Regions from separate parts of the Rattus norvegicus genome. Here region 2 is linked to region 1. Evidence: chromatin contacts called from public Hi-C data. All regions are on one chromosome and are shown on one strand. The core of a region is the stretch at or near the end of the contact, and the rest is flanking DNA. Distances in the headings are between cores, read along the strand shown.

The links. A called contact is a pair of places that touch in the nucleus more often than the background predicts.
Region 2: a contact with region 1 is called in a Hi-C map of Schwann cells, with 2.7 times the contacts expected there. The contact joins two enhancer-like sites. A contact is called at or near these places in 1 of 12 Hi-C or Micro-C datasets (Schwann cells) and 1 of 1 datasets of contacts at active chromatin or transcription factors (oligodendrocytes).

What each region holds. Positions count from the first base shown.
Region 1 is chr1:53,097,056-53,100,250 of GRCr8, forward strand. No RefSeq gene overlaps it. Among named protein-coding and RNA genes, the nearest start is that of Qki, 160 kb to the left of the region's middle. Within about 2 kb of position 1,471, at least 2 of the 93 cell types and tissues checked have an H3K27ac peak or open chromatin away from gene starts, as enhancers often do. A contact at or near this core is called in Schwann cells, where this site is marked.
Region 2 is chr1:53,495,505-53,498,699 of GRCr8, forward strand. It overlaps LOC102549608 (a long non-coding RNA gene), which reads right to left. Exons shown (of 4, transcript XR_005497996.2): 3 at 1-345. Among named protein-coding and RNA genes, the nearest start is that of Pabpc6, 96 kb to the right of the region's middle. Within about 2 kb of position 1,712, at least 30 of the 93 cell types and tissues checked have an H3K27ac peak or open chromatin away from gene starts, as enhancers often do. A contact at or near this core is called in Schwann cells, where this site is marked.

The sequences.
Region 1 (3,195 bases), core at 221-2,720:
ACAATCAGCGTGTGTGGGCAATCATACCCAGAGAGCAGCGGACAAGGCTGATGTGCTTGGCATGTTTGGCTGTAACGTTTCACCTCGTTTGCCTTTACAACAGCCTCTTGGATCCCAGGTTGTGAATAATGAGAATTTTACTCATGCCCTGAAAACACGACATTTGCAAATCACCCCGTCCTTTCAGTCTTACAAAAATATCACATTATTCTAGCCTGACACATTTTGTTTTCAGGTAGGAAAGTGGTTATCTGTTGGCTCACCTCAGAGAGTCTACAACGGACGGAGCATTATCATATTACATAAATAATTTAGGCACGAGTGTCATTATGGGTGTAAATCAAAAGGACAATGTATGCTCCCGAATTTGCAAGTGTTTGGAAATTTATATTATGTTTCCTAAGGAAGTCTGTGACCTGCAGAACTATTCAAATGATTTGAATCTCTCTAGCTGTCAGGAGGCATCAGCAGTGAGAAGCTTTGCCTTCACAGACAGGCTTTAAGAAGACATGCTGTTTACTGTGCAGAAGAGAGAGGAAATCTAATTTAAATGCTGGCCATACTCACAGGCATGTCCAACCCATGACTTTCAGGCTATGCATGGCAACGTGCTATTGAGAATAGCTATGAATGTGATATAACATAAAAAAATTTGAATTTATTTAAAACATTGTGAGGTATGTGTATATATATGTGTGCATGCATGGTATATGCATGTGACCCTGTGCACATGCATGTATGTGCTTTCATGTGGAAGCTAGAGGACAATGTCTGATGTCAGTTTCAATTGTTCTCCACATAATTTTGTGGGGGACAGGATCTCCAGGATCTCTAACTGACCGGGAAGTTCAGTGATTCAGCTAGACTGGCCAGCCTGTGAGCTCTAGGTCTTTGCTTATCTCTGTCTCCCTGTTAGGATCACTGATATAGACTTTTTCTCTCAGCCTTTTTATGAGGGTTCTGAACTCCAGTCTGCATCACTGTATGGCAAGCACTTTGCCAAATAAGCCATCTCCCAGCTCAATATTTTTGATAGCTCATTTGCATGGTTGTAGCGTGTGAACCTTGCGGATGAGGTCACTTTGTTCCATTGTCAAGAAGCTGGACACATCTGCCAGCACACTGCTTCTCTGTACATGTACTGGGATCACCAGGCACAGGTTGCAACAGACACTGGGCTCCCCAGCCCTACCCCAGAGTCTGTGATCCACTGTCAGTCTGTGATCTGACTTTGTTCACATGTGCCGATTACACACTTCCAGAAGGGCTTTTTGAAAGGACAAAGGACTCCTCATGGGAAAGGTTCAGCTCCTCTTTGGGTAAGTGCTACCGTGGGGCCTCTCCATGGATAAATTTGACTCCCACTTAAACTAGTTCTGATTCCAAAGGATAGCCCGTAGAGTAGCAGGGGGGAAGGGCAAACTAATGGGATGAAACAGGGGGATGAACTGTTGTGTGCGGACAGAATGAGTTCATGAATGGTAGCAGGAGGTGAAAGGGTAACGATGAAGTCACTGTGGTGGTGACATCAGACTTAGAGTAGATGTGGTGACAAAGAGGTTTCTTGAGGTCAAGAAGAGCAGAGGAATTCCCGGAAACCATCAGCACCCCATGCTCAGTTTGGTTTCCCTGAAGCTATGCTTGTTCCTGCCTGCCCTGTCATTTGCTGGAGGCCTGACGTGTGGTAGGAGCTGGCTGGCTTTAGAGTCTGACCACTCACTTGGAGCAAGTGGATACTCCCCTTCTTAGAAGCCATCTCTGCTCCCAGCCTCCAGGCCGAACCCAAGATGTGGCTGTAGCAGGATCCATAGAGAGTTCCCTCCTGTCAGCAGCCGAGCAGCGCGGTGTAAGGCGGACTTTCCAAGGTGTGAACATTGCTAGGGACCTTCTCTCTTTCTAATTTTATTTTTTACTTATGTGTGTACGCATGGACGTTGGCACCCAGGGAATCAGGGAGAGGTCTAGAATCCCTGGGAACTGGAGATACCAGTGGGCATGAGCTTCCTGATGTGGGTGCTGGGAACAGAACCCCATCCTGCAGGAACTCCAAGTGCTTTAATCCCTGAGCTTCCTCTAGAGACATTTCACCACTATTCAGATTTCAGGGGCCAGATTTCAGGGTCTTGGGTAGAACTAAGCGTGCTGTATTTAGGGGCTAATGAGAGGGTCCGTGGATGCTGGTGCCCAGGTAAATTTGGGAGAAGAATTCTTGATAGGAATGAAAGAGTGCTGTTTCCATACGGGGGGGGGGGGTAAACCAAGTCAGGAAAGGATGGTGGCGTCAGAGGGTCTGTAACAGGGTAAGTGTGGAGAGAGAGAGAAAGGCGGCAAGGTTCCCCCAGGAACCATCAGACAGTGTTGGCAACACCGGGACAGTCCCTGGTTCCCCTGAAACAGTTCCTAAGTGGGGCAAGTGTGCATTTGGTGACCTGTGCAGGTAGCTTTGGATGTGACGGGACAGAGCACTGCTGACATCTATGACAGAGGCCAGAGATGTTTCTGAGCATCTACTGCACATAGGACAACCTGATAACAACTCTGTGCAACCTGGTCCCAAGGCTCAGGGACCCAGCAGGTCCTGAACGACTCTGAACCTTCAGGGTCAGCCTCACCAGGATCCGCGGGTTTGTTAGTGGTGTAAGCAGACTTTCCGGTTAGATGCTTCAGGGCCGGGCCAGGCCAGCCATCCACTGCGGGCCATTCCAGGGTAACCACCACTGTCAGTGCCTCTGAGGTGAGAAGCTGCAACAGCTCCATACAATGAGAGTGGCCCGAGGCTGCTTCAAGCCGGGACATCTTAGATTTCAGACATGCTCCTTTAAGCCTAGAGCTCATAGGCTAAAGAATCGGGCCATCTTCTCTCCTAGATATGACAGGCCCTAGCTTGGAAAGTAAACTGACAGGTAAGTCTCTGGGGGGTGCTGGTGGGTGTAGTCAAGGCACAGCCACAATTTCCCCTAAAGCCCAGGTTTCCTAGCAGACAGCAAGAATGACAGGGGATAACAACATTCTCCCTGTCCCTGAAGACCCTGACTGAGCCGTGTGAATCTCCTAATACCCTGTAGCCACACCACATGTTATTTTTGTCACCTCCCAGGAGTGGAGGGGTGTTATAAATGTTAGACCCCCCTTTGTTCCCTGAGACTGTGCCGTGTACACCTTCTAACTTTTCCAAAAGAGCGACCCCTTTAAAGC
Region 2 (3,195 bases), core at 462-2,961, 400 kb after region 1:
GGTCAGCGCTGTATGAAGGCTTATGAGCATGAATTCGTAGTCCAGTGTAAGAATGTTTTCAGAATTAGTTATATCTGCATGAAGGATGAAGACAGATGGGTTTCCTGATATGTTGGAGAATTGTAGGTTCCTGGGTACTGCAAAGGTGTGGGACAGACTTACCGAGGTCAGAGATGCTGCCCCAAGGATCCACTGCAACACTGGATGACTGCACGTCAGCGACGACCGACTGTCCTTGGAAACCCAGCCTGCTCTGGCCTTGCTGAGATTCGTCTCTGGGAAATGATTGGTCTGTTGGGGATGTCACTTCCCAGCATCATTGGCTTACTCTTAAGACCTGGTGACCTTTACCATGAACACAAAAGCAGAGGTGGTGTCCATCACTCCTTTGTCATAGTGGCTAGGAAGCTATTCTCCGCCTTCCTCTCTGATCTGTGATTTGAGGCTGAGTACCATGCAGCCCAGCGAACGTTGCAGTCATGGTAAGGAAGGAGGTTAGGGCCCTGAAAGCTTCTCACAGTCCGAGAACCGGCCTGGACTGACAAAGAGGCCATCTTTATACCCTCCAGTCCAGGTAGTCATTCATTGACACAGCAGTTAGCGTCATGCACCCTGACGCAGCCACCCAAACTCCTTCAAAATGGAGAGACACTGGTGATTCCAACCACTGTGGCTCATTTCTGGGATTCATAGATTACAGAACAATTTGTTTTTCAGCTTTAGTTTTACCCAGGAGAAATGTTTCTGAATCTTGAATCTGTTGTCTATCTATCTGTCTGTCTGTCTGTCTGCCTGCCTGACTGCCTATCCATCCATCCATCCATCCATCCATCCATCCATCCATCCATCCATCCACCCACCCACCCTTCTATCTATCTATCTATCTATCTATCTATCTATCTATCTATCTATCTATCTATCTATCTATCCATCCTGTCTGTCTGTCTGTCTCTTTATTGTTTTCAGCTCTAATTAAGAGGCTTTGTTTGGTCATTTTAGTTAAACCCTCTCTGACATGAATGGAAGGTCTAGCTGAACAAGCGAATGACCCTCTTGTTCGCATACATTCTGAGTTTTCAGCTGGGTTTCCTGGGCAGTGTTGGAGGCACTCCATCGCAGAATATTTTGAGATTGAAGCCCACAGAGGATAGCAGACCTCTAAATGGGACTAAGATGGCAATGTCACCAGAAACTGAAGGACAGGTAAACCATAGAGAAGCCAGAAACAGCTGCTGAGCAGCTCAGAATATTGTCTCCCAGTTTCTCCAAAGCAGCCAAGGGCCTGAGCTGAGAAACCAGATTTCTTCTGGGTGCACATCACTCTTTCCCCTCCCTTGAAGGACACTGAATTTCCATAAAACCACAAAGGCCAAAAGTATGCTCAAGACCAAAATAGCACTGTGCTGAACAAACAAACAAACAAACAAACAACAACACCCCCACCCCCATAACCTTGGTTAAACACACAGAGTGTTGCTCCATGATTCATGGCCATTAAGTGCTAATGCACTGGGGATGCTATGGTGGAATATGTGGGCCCCCTTTTGAATATAGGACCTGGGGCAACAAGAACATAACCCTTGGTTGACAAGTGGGGTAATGGAGCAGAACACAGTTCCGATGCAGGCATGTTGATTTCCTGTGCTCTGCTCAGCTGGGTTCTAAGAATGTCCGTACGGAACTCAAACCTCCATCCCCAGCCAGATTCCTACGGAGGGAGGGGACAGGAGGGACGGATGGCCAGCTTGTTTTGCTCCTGTGTGCTCAGTCTAATCTGTACATATGTGCAGATCCATATTTAGAATTTGTCTAGGCAGAGAGTGGTGAGCCACAGAAGCTCTTGCTTGTCACTTGAAAGATGCCGGGGAGTTGCACGCCAAGCTCTTATCAGGAGCCTGTTTCTCTTCCTCCCCGCAGATCTGCTAGGACAGAATTCTCCCGATGTGGAAATGAAAGCTGTACGTCTGTCAAGGACATGGGACATTTGTGTCCTTTGTCCACCAGTTTCTGTCATACTGGCAGGCAGATGCAAGGCTCGTGTGGGGCAGTGGTGGGTCAATAATGTCAATATGGGTTTGAGTTTACATCCAGCTTTTCTCTGACTAAAGAGAGAGCTTTTATGTATAATTAAGGCTTGGGAAATGGTGTCAGCACTTTCCTTCAAGAGGAAAAAAAAATGAGTGAGGGCAGACGCTAGATGGGCGGAGTCTGTGACCTTTCTCTTGGGTAATGTGGATGTGGTAACTCCAGGCTGTGCTGCTTGATGCCCTGGAGACGTGAAATGTTCTATTCGAATGACTGTGTCCAACAGCCCCTCCCCATTCAGGGTTTGCTGCTGCACCTCTCTGAGGAGTCCTAAATTTCAGAGACAGTCTAGTTACGGCTATGTTCTCAAGCGCCAAGTCCCTCATTGCTCTGAACACCACCATGATGTGACCTGTCACCTCCATTCCAACAGTCTGAGAATAGCCCTGCCCTGGCGGCCTCCGTGTCCTTCATGCTTAGCTATGAGTGCCTCTGGCTGCCCAGAACTGAGGCTGTGGGTCTCGGACTCGGGAAGGGCCAGCATCCTCAGTGAGCACCTCTGTCTGTACCGCACACAGCGACATGATTCCAGAGCACCTCAGAGAGGGATGTGAGCTTCTCAGAAGTCACTGTGGTAGTGATTCCTAAGCTCTTCCTCAGATCTGGTGACCCCCCAAGTACCCTTCCATATCATTCTCCTGGCTCCCCCTAGTGGCCCAGGGGACCCCAACCAGAAAGTTTTATTACAGTTTTTTGAGATTATAATATAATTACATCATCTCCCTCTTCTTGCCAAACCTTCCCACTTGCTTTATAAGTTCATCATCTGCCTAAGGAGATGCCTGACAAGCCTGATTCTATACCACTTGTGTGGGCAACTGGATCCACCCTGATTCTAAAGCCCAGCATGTGTCCCCTCCTCCCATCTCTGAATGCTAAGCAAATTTTTTTTTTTTTTTTTTTTTTTTTTTTTTTTGGCTAGGAACCTTGGGGGATAGCTTGCCTTTGAGGTTGGGTTGGGAAATCTTGTCTTTCTGTTTGTTTTGTTTTTAAAGACAACAATGAGCCCACACTGGCCTGGACCTCATCCGGTAATGCAGGTTGGGTTCAGCTTTAAGTGATTGCCTGCCTTAGTTTCCCCCGAGTGCTCAGTAGCAGCGTGGACTACAC